Regions from separate parts of the Mus musculus genome. Here region 1 is linked to region 2. Evidence: chromatin contacts called from public Micro-C data. All regions are on one chromosome and are shown on one strand. The core of a region is the stretch at or near the end of the contact, and the rest is flanking DNA. Distances in the headings are between cores, read along the strand shown.

Evidence for each region. Hi-C and Micro-C count contacts between places; a contact is called where the count stands out from the background.
Region 1: a contact with region 2 is called in a Micro-C map of embryonic fibroblasts, with 5 times the contacts expected there. The contact joins two enhancer-like sites. A contact is called at or near these places in 1 of 15 datasets of contacts at CTCF or cohesin (the NIH/3T3 cell line), 14 of 484 Hi-C or Micro-C datasets (the C2C12 cell line, the HL-1 cell line, adipose-derived mesenchymal stem cells and 7 more), 1 of 115 datasets of contacts at active chromatin or transcription factors (pancreatic cancer cells) and 2 of 9 other capture datasets (embryonic stem cells and pancreatic islet).

The regions. Positions count from the first base shown.
Region 1 is chr6:89,061,027-89,067,903 of GRCm38.p6, reverse strand. No RefSeq gene overlaps it. Among named protein-coding and RNA genes, the nearest start is that of 4933427D06Rik, 32 kb to the left of the region's middle. Within about 2 kb of position 2,788, at least 42 of the 459 cell types and tissues checked have an H3K27ac peak or open chromatin away from gene starts, as enhancers often do. A contact at or near this core is called in the C2C12 cell line, the HL-1 cell line, the NIH/3T3 cell line and 3 more, where this site is marked.
Region 2 is chr6:88,920,733-88,927,887 of GRCm38.p6, reverse strand. No RefSeq gene overlaps it. Among named protein-coding and RNA genes, the nearest start is that of Gm36268, 7.2 kb to the right of the region's middle. Within about 2 kb of position 2,732, at least 227 of the 459 cell types and tissues checked have an H3K27ac peak or open chromatin away from gene starts, as enhancers often do. A contact at or near this core is called in the C2C12 cell line, the HL-1 cell line, the NIH/3T3 cell line and 3 more, where this site is marked.

The DNA.
Region 1 (6,877 bases), core at 1,539-4,038, 140 kb before region 2:
GTTTATACAACCACATGTATGCAGTGCCTGTGGAGGCCAGAAGGGGGCATTGGATCCCTTAGAGCTGAAGTTACAGATGACCGTGAGCTGCCATATGGATGCTGGCAACCAAACCCTGATCCTCTACAAAAGCTGTCCGCGCTTTCAACTGCTAAACCCTTTCCAGCCCCTACCTTGGGATTTTACCTTCAGCTTGGGGGAAACTGGCACTAGTGTGTCACTAAGCCATGTGTCCAGGTCTGACGCTTGTCTGAGCTCCTACTGCAGATCTGCCAATGAGGGCACAGGGTTTACCCTTGGCTGCCTCATGGAGAGACTGTGTTTCTTCTTACTTGCCTTTTTTTCTTGTTTTGTACGTGTGCCAGAGACAGAACCCCAGGCTTCAAACATGCCGAGCACACACCCCAGACGCCTGACCAGCACTGGGAGACTAAGGCAGCAAGTAGGTATAAGTGTCTCCATCTGTCTGTCAGTCCTCTGCCTGCTGACACTTCCACCTATCCATCCATCCCCTTCCTTCCAGGAGCACTATGGGCTATCATGAGGACCTCCATGGTGTCACTCCCACCATGCAAAGGTGACAAAGAGGAGCTGCCCGCCCACTCTAGTTCTTTGTTATTCCCCTGGGGAGAAATAATCTAAATGCTGGACATGGTGGCTCTCACCTTTAATCCCACTGTTCAGGAAGCTGAGGCAGGAGGATCACTGTGAGTTTGAGGCCAGCCTGAGCTGCACAGTGGCACTGTTTCATGCTATCCAGGGATACTCAGGAAGATTCTGTGTCAAAAACAGAAGCAGAAAATGAGTAAGATGTGACAGTGGGCCAAGCAGCAGTCAGGGAGAAGTCTCAGAGTCAGGGGATGCAATGTCTCCTAAGAAGGTAATGCTTCAACAAGAAGGCAGAAGAGTACCGAGATGAGGTCAGGCATTGGCTGTGGGGACATTGCAGTGGAGTCCCAGGCAGGAGACTGTTCCCTTCATTCAGAAGGTAAGGTTGGGCAGGCTAAGCATACGGAAGAAGAGGAGCCAGCAGAGCCGGCCAGGGAGGCCCCAGTGGATACATCAGGTGCCTGACAGCTGCTCTAACATGGGCTCTGTTCTGAATGAGATGGGGCCACTGGAGCGTGCAGACTCAAAAGCATTTCCCCAGGGGCCGATGCCCTCAGTCCCTGTTGCCAGGAGAACCGAGCCTTCTAGGTGCTGTATTCAGCAGCCTCTGCCCAGGCTCCCCTCCCCTCCTTGGGAATATCTGGCTGATGAGGGCAGTGCAGGCTAAACCAGAGTCCTCCTTCCCCAACCTACCCAAGCTCCAGAGCTCAGAGTTCCCGCCTCAGATCGGGCCTTCAAATGCTGTGCTACCCCTTTCTTGGCCTTCTCTTCACAGCATGAGGACCAGTGGGGATCCCCAGGCTGGTTTTTGTGGGTGTCACATCCAATCTCCCCACTTCCGGAACAGACAAGTGCCGCAGTGGCCCTGGAACTATCTCCCAGAGTCAGCGCCCGTTCACAAGTGTGTCCCTGTAAAGACTGTTGCCAGCTCACCAGGATTGTAGCTCACTCCTGAGGCGATTGACTTATAAAGGGAGAAGGTTCGTGCAGGTTCAGCTTTGGAAGCTCCGGGCCATTCTCAGACGGCTAGGGTGCTCCATGGTCTGAGGTGGCCTGTCACGGTGGGACTGTGAGGTGAGTACCATGAGGAGGAAATAAAACAAGGCAAAGAGGCTGGTATCCCACAATCCCTCTCCATCCCAACTACCTAACAATCTCCAACTAGGACATTCTTCTCTAAGGTTCTTCCACCCTTTAATGGTGCCAAGCTGGGCCTTTAGGTGACACTTAAGGTTCAAATGACAGCAATATTTAGTACTTTTCTTACATGAGCCTGTATGTAGGACCCACCTCTCGGTAGAGAAAGAGAAGCTGCCTATCAAAGCCCTACATGGGTTCTGATGTATGGAGACTGGCACAAAGCCATCCTGTGAACTGATGGTAAAAACCTCCAGCATGCAGCATCCCATGATCAGAGAAGTCGGTCCAGCAGCCTGGAGAAACTATACAACAGACTTTGTCAATAAGAAAAGAGAACCAGATGGGAATAGGGCCAAAGGATACAAATAGGTCAACAGACATCTCAAAGATGCTCAGAAAATGCAAATGAGGCCAGCCTTGTGATACGGATGTATTCCACTTGAAACTGGCAAGATTTTGCTTGTTGTTATCACAGACTGGGGGGAGAAGCTCTGAGTCCAACAGTTCTCCCAGACAAGGGCTCGGGAAAGGCAGTGCTGTAGTGCTCCTTGGAGCCATACATATGTCTGTCAGCCTGGACTGGCTGGATGCTCTACTCTGTGAGGATGCAGTAACTCTACAAACACCAGAACATCAGTCCTACCTGAATAGAGAAGGTTCTCTGCAGCGTTGAGCACCGTGTATCACCTTTCTGAGAGTAACTGCCCCACAGTGCTCTATGGTACAGGATTGGTCAAGGCCAGCTTGGCTTATCCCCAATCCTTGGCTGACTTAAAAGAGAGCAGATGGGGTGGGAAAGCAGTTTCCGCAGCATGGTGGTTTATGCCTGCAACCCCAGCACTTGGCGGGCAGAGGCAGGAGGATAGAAAGTTCAAAGCCACCCTCAACCACACAGTCAGCCTCTACGTCTGTTGCCTCACACTCCAGTCACTTTTGCCTCCCACATTTGGGGTCAGCTTGGAAAGGCTAGTGGTTTGGGGAGGGCCCACTGAGCTCAGCCAGGCTCCCAGCCTTGTCTGTGGCCAGCCAGCACGATGGCTGACTCATCTGGGGATCTTCCCATTAGCTGGGACAGGCTGTGAGCTGCTTCCTCTCAGGCAGCCTGACCCAAAGCTACCCACAAAGCAGTCTCAGACACCCAAGAGCAGGAGAGCCACCCTCAGAGACACACACTGCGTCTCTGTCTGAGCTCAGAGGGTAGATATTCACCTGCGAACGCGGTAGGGATGGAAAGTTGCATGGCAAACGTACAATTCCCAGCCAGTGAAGAGCCCGGCTGTTTCTGCCAGCCCCAGGACTGCGGTCTCTGCCCGGTTTCTTTTTATAACTTCTTGGCCAGATTACTACTTAAAATGTGAATTGCTGAAAGAAAAGGTGAGAACAGAAATAGCCAAGAAAAAGAAAATATCCACAGCATCCATCAGAGTGCTGGGCATCGGCTTCGGGATGAAGCCCCTGGTATAAACCTCATTCCTTTTGCCCCGGCCTGTGGGGCACTGGCTCTGAGTGGGGGTTGGCCTGAGGGACAGACAATGGGATTAAGAACGGCAGGCTTTGATTAGGCCCTGGGTAGAAATCAGAGCCTGCTCTTGGTTCACCTCAGATACAATTAACTGGACGCGTGTGCGAGCTCTGGCCCTGCTCTCGCTCCTCCTCTCCCCCTACCCTGCGTGCATTCATACAGTGTTATGGATGATCCCAGTCAGACTCCACTTATCATGTGACTCAGAAGACTGTTCTATACATATTCTATACATATATTCTATACATATTGTCTGAAGACTATGCACCCTGTGGACCTTCCAGGTGTCAGAGATGGAACAGAAAACGAAAAACGGCCCCTCAGAGCTGCAGACCCTCAGAGCTGCAGAACGACTTCAGCAGTTAAGAGTGCTTGCTGCTCTTCCAGAGGATGGGAGCTTTGTTCCTAGCACCCACTCGGGGCAGCTCTTCTGGCTACATGGACAACTGGACACACATACACGCACATATGCACAAGACATGCATACACATAAAGAAATAAAATATATTTCTATAAACCTGATGACCTCCATGTCCTTTGGTGCTCAAATAGGCAATCAACAAACACATGGCATCTGCCATAGTTTAAATAGATAGGTCTCACCTGGGCTCGGGTGTTGCAGCTGAGGGGCTCTAGAAAGGAGACTGCCTGGGGCTCTGCTGTCTCTCATCAGTAGGTCCATCTGTAGGTAGATTCGTGATTTGACAGCATTGTTGAAAGATGGTGAAAATGAGGCATTGGGGCCTGGTGGGAGGAAGTCATGGGGCGGCAAGTCTTTGAAAGGTGTCTCCTGCCCTAGTCCCTTCCTTCTGACACCTCTCTGCCTCCTGGTCACACCATCTGAGCATCTCTGCTCCACCAAGTCGTTCCACCTCTGAACAGGATGAAGGTGGTGAACGGAAGTGCAGGGGGGTTGGGGAGTAGGAAGGGGGAGTTCTCACTGAAGCCTGGGATCTGAGGGGAGCCCAGGGAAAGGCATGGCCCTCACCTCTGAGAAGCAGGGCCTGGGTGTCCCCAGAGAGCCAGGATGGGTCTTGCCACAGCAAGCAGACACGGAGAACATAGCAGGCTAGCATTCCAGCTTAGGGAAGTTGGAGTGAGGATGGCTTCCATGTGGACAGAAGCACGGGTCCTTTGACCCCTGGGTTAGAGCAGAGGGAGGGACACCTAGATCTGGCATGAGGGGTGTTAGCAACTGAGGCCTGAGCATAGCCTTGGGGTCTGCAGGCCTCATCTCCTGCTGGCTTTGTTCATGTCTGTGATTATCCACAAATACTGTAAATTAACAGTGAACGCGGGTGCAGCTGAGGGATGCATTTCTAAAATCTTGTTCTAGAGCAGTGGTTCTCGACCTGTAGGTGGAGACCCCTTTGGGGGTCAAATGACCTTTTCACGAGGGTTGCCTGTCAGATATCCTGCATATCAGATATTTATATTACAGCTCACAATGGTAGCAAAATCACAGTTACGAAGTAGCAACAAAAATCATTGTATGGTTGGGGGTCACCACAACGAGAGGAACTGTACTAAAGGGTCACGGAGTCGGGAAGGCTGAGAACCACTACTGTAGAGGGTATCAAGCTCACCTGACTGCTGGGCGGGGCTCTCCAGAGGCACAGAACTGGTGCAATGAGCATGTGTTAGAGAGGGATTGCTAGATTGGCTTACACGGTACACGCTGGGCAGTTCCACAATGGCCATCTGTGTACTGGGAAGGTGGAGAACCTAGGAGCTGCTCACTCAACAAGGCCAGGTGCCTCCGTAGTCCCAGGGTGACAATGAAGACCTGGGGAATTCCTAACAGCAACTAGTCTTCAGTCCATACTGAAAAGCTGAAGAAGCTGGGCTCCTGTGTCAGGGAGAGAGGTAGCAGCAGTGGAAGAGGGAGGAGGGAGGAGGGGAAGAGGGAAGAGGAGGAGGGAAGGGAAGAGGGAGAGGAGAAATGCACCTGCCAGCTGGGAGTAAAAGCGGACAGGTAAAAGCGGTAACTTTCCCCTTGGCGTTCATCATACCTGGACCACAGCTGGAGAGTGCTGCCCACTCTGGGCCTTCCACCCGTTAGTTAATCCTTCCAGGGAATGTTCTCACAGACCCACCCAGAGGCTTGTCTCTTCATTGACTCCAGAGCCCATCAAATTGACAAGAGTCAGCATCACACTTTGGTACTGGCCAAGCCCAGCGGGAAGCACTTTGCAGTCCTGTGTTCTTAATGCTCACACTAGCAGCCCACAGAGAAGCAGCCAGAGGCTTGGAGATGCGACAGGGACCTGCCTGAGTTCTGTTTCTCGGTGAAAGAAAAAAAATCCACAGAACACTTGTAGACACAGTGGAACAGAGCCGGGAGCCTGACCGGGTCTACCTGAGCCTGTCAGCCTCACTCTGATCCCACACTGAGGCATTCTTCATAAATAGGCTTTTTTATTAATGCGCAAAAGCAGGGGCTGCACTGTGCTCGCCATGTCCCACTTTATTCCTTGGAAGCAAAAGCACAGAAAGGAATGTTCTGGTAACACAGTCGGAGCACAGGGGATGTGGCTGAGTAGCCTGTTATCTGTGACATGCAACCTCTGTCCTGTTCTAAGCCTGGTCCTGCCAAAAACACCCTGGGTCCTGGCTTGCTTAGTCAAGAGGAGAAGCTGCAGGAGGGCAGATGCATCCTCTGATTTAAGTTAATAGGCATCCCTTGCAGTGGTGGTTGTGATGTGGGGTTGGCTCAGGGATGCCATGGCTGGCTAAGCTGGAACTGGAGAAGACATGACAAAGGGAAGCAGGATTGTAGAGTGTCTCACCCCGTGAGATGAATAAAAACAAAAGGGAAAAGCCTGTTTAAAAAGCATGGAAGAGCCTGGCTGTGGTGGCACGCACCTTTAATCCCAGCATTCCAGAGGCAAAGGCACTCTCTGAGTTCGAAGCCAGCCTGGTCTACAGAGTGAGTTCCAGGACAACCAGGGCTACACAGAAAAACCCTGTCTCAAAAAAGAAACAAAGAAACAAACAAAAGCCTGGAAGAAAAGCTGGGCAGATGGCTTAGTGGGTAAACAGGACTTGCCCTGTAAACCTAATGACCTGAGTTCAAATTCCCAGAAACCATGTAAAAGCCACAGGCATAATGCAAATGTCAGTAATCCCAGGCACCCCTAAGAGAAAATCAGAGATGGAGACAGGAGGACTGCAGGAAGCCTGTGGGCTGTAACCTGGAGAAGGTAGCAGTGAACAAGAGTCTCTCCCTCTCCCTCTCCCTCTCCCTCTCCCTCTCCCTCTCCCTCTCCCTCTCCCTCTCCCTCTCCCTCTCTCTTTTACACACACACACACACACACACACACACACATGCAAACACAGGCACATCATAAACACACAAATTCAAAATTAGTTAACTCCATTAAAAAGTAAAACAAAAAGCCGGGTGTGGTGGTGCATGCCTTTAATCTCAGCACTCAGGGGGCAGAGGCAGGCGGATTTCTGAGTTCGAGGCCAGCCTGGTCTACAAAGTGAGTTCCAGGACAGCCAGGGCTATACAGAGAAACCCTGTCTCAAAAAACCAAGAAAACAAAACAAAACAAAAACAAAAACACAATAAAAGTCGGGTGTGGTACCCATGCCTTAGT
Region 2 (7,155 bases), core at 1,483-3,982:
GGTCTGTCCTAGGAGATGGCTTGGAGGGTGGGGAGGGAGCAAGGGCCTCCCACTCCCTGCCCTCCCTCTCTCTTCTTCCTGCCTCCCCATCCCCTCTTCCTCTCTTCCTTTGCCTGTCTCCTTAGAGCCTGGAGCCACAGCACCCCCTGCTGTCCTCACACTGCATTGCGTCCTGAGACCACATTGCCATCTCTGGGTTATGTTTCCTAAGGTGTGTGGTGCTGTCTATGCAGCCAGAGATTCTGGACCTCAGAACCTCTATCTGGTACTGAAGGGCAAGGCCTGGGGTCCCCACTGGTGTGCCAGCCACTGTGGTGGGACAAGCAGAATGCAGGCACCCCAAGTCTCCAACCATGCTGGATTCCCACTAAGCCTCCCATCTTCTGCAGCTTCCTTTCAGAACCTGGAGAAGGTTCTGCCGGGCTTGGAAGAGGACAGCCCAGGAACGGGCTTCAGATTTAAAGTACACTTAAAGCAAAGGAAAAACAAAGTCACATGACAAATGGGAAATTGCAGCCCTTCACAAGCCGAATGAGAGGTCAGCACAGAGAACAGCCTCACAGGAGAAAAACAGTGGAGACTCGGAGCAGAAGGTCTGCAGGGGAACGAAAAAAAAAAGCCCAAATGGCCCTGAGCTGGACAAGGCTGTCTCTACAAATGATGAGTGAACCAGAGATCTGCAGGCTGCAGGCACCATTAGTCACCATCAGAAATGCAGTGTGCCCTCGGGTGTGCCTGCAGCATTGTGGAAACAACCCTCCTGAGCTGCCAACACCACCAAGGACGGACCCAGCACACAATGACGGGTCCTACAGACACAGGGTGTCTCTACAGTTACACCCTGGGAGCTAGGGCATTGTCTCCTTGGAACTGCTGACAACACCCTGCCCAGGAGCTGGTGTTACATAAGCTCTGCTATGTCACAGGAAGAGGGCCTCTGGCTGGGGAGGGCTGTGAGTACCCAGTGCAGCAGTATGCCCCAGACTGCACTGGGAAGCCTCTGGGCTGGCTGTCCAACCTTCACTGGACTACCTCTAAGAACAGGAGACTCACCCTGTTACAGGGAGGGGAAGCTAGAGCTGGAGGTCAGGACTCACACCCAGGGAGTAGACCCACCTCCCTGCTCCACAGTATCCTGGGAGTCCAGCCACCCTAGCCTTCAGCAAACGCCATGAAGACCCATGGCCAGGAGTCTGGGGATGTCCACTACTGTGCTGAATAACACTGGCAGTTCCCTTTCCACTCTGAGTCAATGCAGGTAACCTGTCCTCCTTCAAAGAGGACTATCCCAGCACACACAGACAAGACCAGCCTCCTCTAACTCTTCCTGGACTCCGTAGTTTAGTCCTAACATTTGGTTTTGCCTAAACTGGCATTCTGGGTATGTTGGGAAGCAACTCTGCCTGTATCTTCTCTCCTTTATGGCCTTAGTCTCCACTGCCTCCCCAGCTAACAATAGCCTCTTTACATCACCCCCCCCCCTTCTCATCCAGGCTATTTATTTGCCTGTTATCTGTGATTTCTAGTAGAACACAGCCCAGAGGACAGGGGCCCTGTCTATTCTATACACCACCAGAGCCTAGAGCACTGACTGGCACATAGTAGGTATTTAGTAAATGTCTGCATGAATGAGCAACTGCAGATTGGGAGCAGCAGGCTGGAAGAGGGCTGCTGCACACAGGGCCAAAGTCAGGGTCTGGCCATGAGCCCTGCTTTGAGCGGCATCCAGTCAGGCAGGTCCCATGCACTGTCAAGCCCCTGCCTTTGTGCCCCTTCCCCTCCCATCAGTCTCCTCAGGCAGGGAAGAGGCCAAGAGGTCATGGGTCTCCTAGAGACACACTGGGGGGCAGGGGGAGGGTCTCTATTCAATAGGAAGCATTGTGACACCTAATCACTCTGTTCCTGGTGGAGGGTGTCACAGGGGTGATTCTCAGTAGCCTCAGTAGCCTAACAGAAAATTAGCATGGCAGCCAGCAAGAACAAAGAGGCAGATCCCTCCCCCCCCCCAGGGGGCCCTGCTCACAGCCAAGCTCTCCCTCACAGTATCCCAGCCCTTTAAGCCTAGCCTCTCACAGGCCTTAGACAGAGGAGGCCCTGAGAACTCTCACAGATGCAGGTGCTCTGACAAACGCGTGGAGGAAATGAGCAGGTGCTCAGCAGCCCTGTGGATGGGCCCCTCTGTATGGAGCTCTCCTGCGCATGCCTGTGCTGTCTGGTCTTTTGTTTTTAATGTAGACTTTGCAAGAGAGGACACACAGAACTTGGAATAATGGGTCTGTAGTAGAAAGGATCCCTTTCCACACCTGGCTCCCACCCTGCCCCCAAGATAAGCACGCCCACTGAATCCTTGCAAGATTTCTTTATGCATATAGAGAGATGTGGACATAAGGACAGATGGACACACACACACACATGCACTCTAAGCTTGGCTCTGCCTGTTATACCTCTCCATTACACTCCGTCTGGAGTCTCTTCTTCATCAGAATGTATCTTGAACCCCTGTGGCTCTCCTGAAAGCCTGTGTGTCACTTCACAGTGAATCCCCTCTTGTTGGACATTAAGGGTACTTCCAGCTCTCTGCTTTAGCAGATGATATCTTGATATGCCAATCTTTACACATTCCTCCCTCTGCAAGCTGCTTTTCTTTTTTGCTCAATAATAAATGATGCTTATCTTCCCGGGTAAACAGCCCTGCCAGTCCTTTGAGAGCTGAATAGCATGCCATTGTGCTTTCTAGCCAAAGCAGATGTAACCACTCCCTCACTGGAGTCTAGACTGTTGCCAGCATTTTGTTATTACAGGCTGCTCTGCAGGGACATTCCTTCAAGCTAAGCCTTGGCACATGTCCTTAATTCTCTCCTCGGCCACGTGCCCAGAGATGGAATTTATAGGTCAAAGGGTGTGGTTTTTTTTTCTTTTATCTTTTTTTGGTGCCACATTTTAAAATCCTTTGAAGTGTGTGTGTGTGTGTCTGTGTGTGTCTGTGTGTGTCTGTGTCTGTGTGTCTGAGTGTTTTGTATTTTCTTTTAGGCTAGAGGTTCCTGGAGGTGCCCTCAAAGCTTTCCTGTGGTTTTGCATAATGGGCTCTGTATGCTTTCTCTCCCTCCCTCTAAAATTGCTCAGCCATCGTCTGCGCCTGCCTCATGGGTGGGAGCAGACTAAGTCTTTCCCCAGCCTGGAAGCTTTTTCCCCTGAGCAAAATGTGGGAGGAGCTGTAGCTCACTGGAGTTCCTGTGTGACCTGGGCAGCCAGGGAAAGCAGGGTGTGGTGGTGTGTCCATAGCCACAGCTGCTCCTGCTCTGAGGTTGAGTTGGCCTGAGACCTGGGACAAACATCTCACCACTAGGAAGCATTACCCAGACTCAAGCAGAGGAGCCTGAGTTCCAGGCCAGCCTGGTCTACAAAGGGAACTCCTGGCAAGCCAGTGCAACATAGTGAGCAAAGAAATGAACAAAAACAAAATCCAGAGCTCAGTGATCAAGGCATCAGGGCAGTAAAGACTGAAGATGCTGAAGATGAGCCAACTCTTCACCAATGGGCCTGACTTGATACCTTGGCCATCAGGAACATTACTAGGCCCACTGGCCAGGCAGGGCCTGAGGATTGGGTGTCCCCTATCAGTGTCACTGCCTGCCATGGGCTGGAAGTGTTGGAGCCATTGGAAGAAAAGGTTCACCTTCTCCCTGCACTCTCTGGCCTTCCAGCCTGCTTGGGTGTTCTATGCTCAAACACAGATTCCCTTTGGCCAAAGGCAGGATAAGACTGAAATGGTTGGGCCAATGACACTGTGGCAACTCCCTAGCCACCAGGTGGACAGCTACAATGGTTCTGAGAAGCCTGAGACAGAGGAGGAGACCCCACTAACCCTCGAGTGCTGGGATGGTGCTGGGCACTGTTAAAAATCACTATTATTGTTAATTATAAATTCTCTAGGTTCTTACTGTAAGCACACCCCTCTGATGTTCATGTTCCTGCAAATAAACAAAGACACTAGGGGGGAGAAGAGCAATTTGACTCCCTAATTAGCAGCTATTAGATCCTCCCTAGTTTCTCTGAGCAAAACGACTATCAGATAGTCAACCAGATTACTCTTATGCCTAGAGGAAACTACACAATTGCAGCTGATTGCTACAGCTCATGAAAGTATAGCCTAGTCAGGGCTGTTTTAGTATAAGACTTTGGTTATTACAAATCTTGGTGAACTCTAAATAATTCTGAAGCCATTTCTTCCTAGAGACCAGAAAGGAGTACTTCCTCTGGTGGTCTAGCAGAGGGACTGCTGTGATTGGTGGCAAGAAGGAAGGCTGTGAGTGGCCTAAACACAAACCTCCCTGGCTCTAATTAGAGCGAAAAGAGTTAGGCTGTGGTTGGTGCAAACTCAAACCATCATTTGCATGTAAGGCTTGCTGTAATTGGTGTAAATACAAATGTTTATTTGTATGTAAGGCTTATGGTGATTGGTGCAAACACGAATCCTCATTTGCATGCAAGGTTTGCTGTGATTGGTACAAACTCAAACTGTCATTTGCATGTGAGGTGTGTGATCTGTGTACTCACCTTTCTTCAGGTTTTAGAAACAGGCTGCTCAGCTCATTCAGCTCAATGCTAAAAGAACAAAAAAATGTGTCCCAATATGATGGTTCCTAGTGCCAGACTGTCCCGAGGACCCACTCAGGGCTGTTGACAAAGCTAATGCTTGCTTCTCCCTGACTCATTTTGAAGACCCTTTGTGAACAGCATCCAAAGAAACTCTCCTGGATTCCAGAAACAGGCAGGCAGAGGACACACAGCTGCTTCAGCCTGAGGCATCTGCCCTGCGGACCCTCATGCTGCCTTGTTATGCTTTGACCCCATGGATATAAATAGTGGTTATGTCCTTGGCAATCCTGAAAGGTTTTGATCTCAAACCTCCTTTACTTTCTGAAACATGGAGGACCTCAAAGAACTTGGTGTCCATCTTCACTGTCTACATCATGACACTTGTTGTTAAAATGACACACTTAGAATTTATGACACTTCCCTTTTGTTTAAGAAAAGGTCTCATGTAGTCCAGACTGGCCTCAAGTTGGTTATATAGCTAAGGCTGATCTTGAACTCTTGATCTTCCTGCCTGTAGCTCCCAAGTGTAGAGATTACAGGCATGGCTCATTATAACTGGTTTAAAGTTTTATTTTGTTTTAGGGTTGGGTTTTTTGTTTTTGTTTGTTTGTTTGTTTGTTTTGGTTTTTTTTGTTTGTTTGTTGTTCTTTTGCTTTGTTTTCTTTTGTTTTACCTTTGAGACAGGGATTCTCTGTGAAGCCTTGGCTATCCTGGAACTAACTCTGTAGATCAGGTTGGCCTCAAACTCAGAGATCTACCTGTCTCTCCCTCCTAAGTGCTGGGATTAAAGGCGTGTATCACCACCTGGCAAAGACTTTTTTAAAATAATTTTAAATTTCATTTAAAAAAATGTATTGTGTGTGTGGGCATACATATCATGGTGTACATACTGAGATCAGGACAACCTGTGGGAGTTAGTTCTCTCCTTCTACCATGTGGGTCCCAGGATCCAAATTAGATTGTCCAGCTTGGCAGCAATCACCTTTACCTGCTGATCTATCCTGATTGACCCCTAAAATGGACTTTATAAAAATTATTTTGGTGACAGTAGTACTTAGGCAGTCCAGGCTGGCCTTAAATTTGCAATCTTCCTGCCTCAACCTCTCAAATGCTAGGATTGCAGATGTGTCACCACACCCAGCCGAAGAGGCTTTTAAAGAACATGCATACACCCATGCATGTCCCTTTAGCTTCCAGAGCTATGAAGTCAACACATACTCTGCCTAGAAAGTTCTACTGGACATCAGAGAGAGATAATGAGAAGGCAGGGGTTGTCTTACATTCTTTAAAAATAGTTTTGACCTTAAGAACTCAGGACTCCAGTTTGGGAATTCCTGGTCTGTGTCATGCCCCTGCTTCAAAATCTTCAGGAATTGTAAAAAACCACTGGGAAGCAAATAGGTGACATGTGTATGCTATGACCACAGTGACTCTGTTCCTCAGAACAACACCCAGAAGGGTTCTCAAGAAAATCAGACACAGAACATGTGTCCCAGCATCCCTTGTTACCACCACCAAGCAACTCAAATTGGCAAATAAATGATACCATTTATGGAACAGCGGCATATGGGTATCTTGAGTATTAGTACCAGTCCCTAAATCAAAGTGAGATGAGCAGTAAGTTGGGGAAGGTGAATCAGAACAAACTGGTTTGGTTTACTCCAAAGCAGAGACAACAGAGGTCCTGCTGTTTACATGTACACACACAGACAGAGACACAGAGAGAAACAGTGAGAGAGACACAGACAGAGACAGAGAGACAGAGAGAAACAGGGAAAGAGAGACAGAGACAGAGACAGAGACAGAGACAGAGACAAAGACAGAGACAGAGGCAGGGGAGCGCAGAAGCAAGCACAAAGTTCAGTTGCCTGCTGTGGGACCAGATTGGGAAAGAATGGATGGACAAAGGGGATTTCCACTGTACCCATGATGCTTCATCCCCAAAGCAATGGCTTCAGCCAGGGATGGAGTGAACCACACCAGCCTCTGAGCCCATTTGTTACCATTTTCAGTCCTGACAGCCACCTGCCAGCTGCCTGCTTAATATCCATCTCTTTTCTTTCTTATTCATTTATGAAAAGTAGCAGTCCCCCAAAGGAAGCCAGACAGGTCCAGCTGCCATCATAGAGAGGTGACACTTCTAGCAATGTTTGACCAATGAGGCAAATGTAAGATATGAGGCACCCTTCTCACACACACAGGGTGACAGTGGTACCAGGGAGACACTCTGTAGGACTAGACAGTTGGAGCCACCATCCTGTGAAAGAGAAGTGGGGCTTAGGACAGTACATCACCGAGGGGCCTAGGTCAAAGATGACATCATGGGGCCCTGTGCTAGCCTGGATCTCAGACTCTCTTCTTGAAGTCAGTGTCGCCCAGCTAGTATCTACTCAGCCATGAATTCTTCAGCACCCTCAACACTGGCCAAGCTGGACTGTCACCTTCCAGGCATATCCTGAGTATGTGGTTACTCACTGAAGATGCAAATGTCCACGTGCTCCACCCCACTTCTTTCCCTTTAGCATCTCTGAGGAGGAAGCCTTCCCAGGCACACAG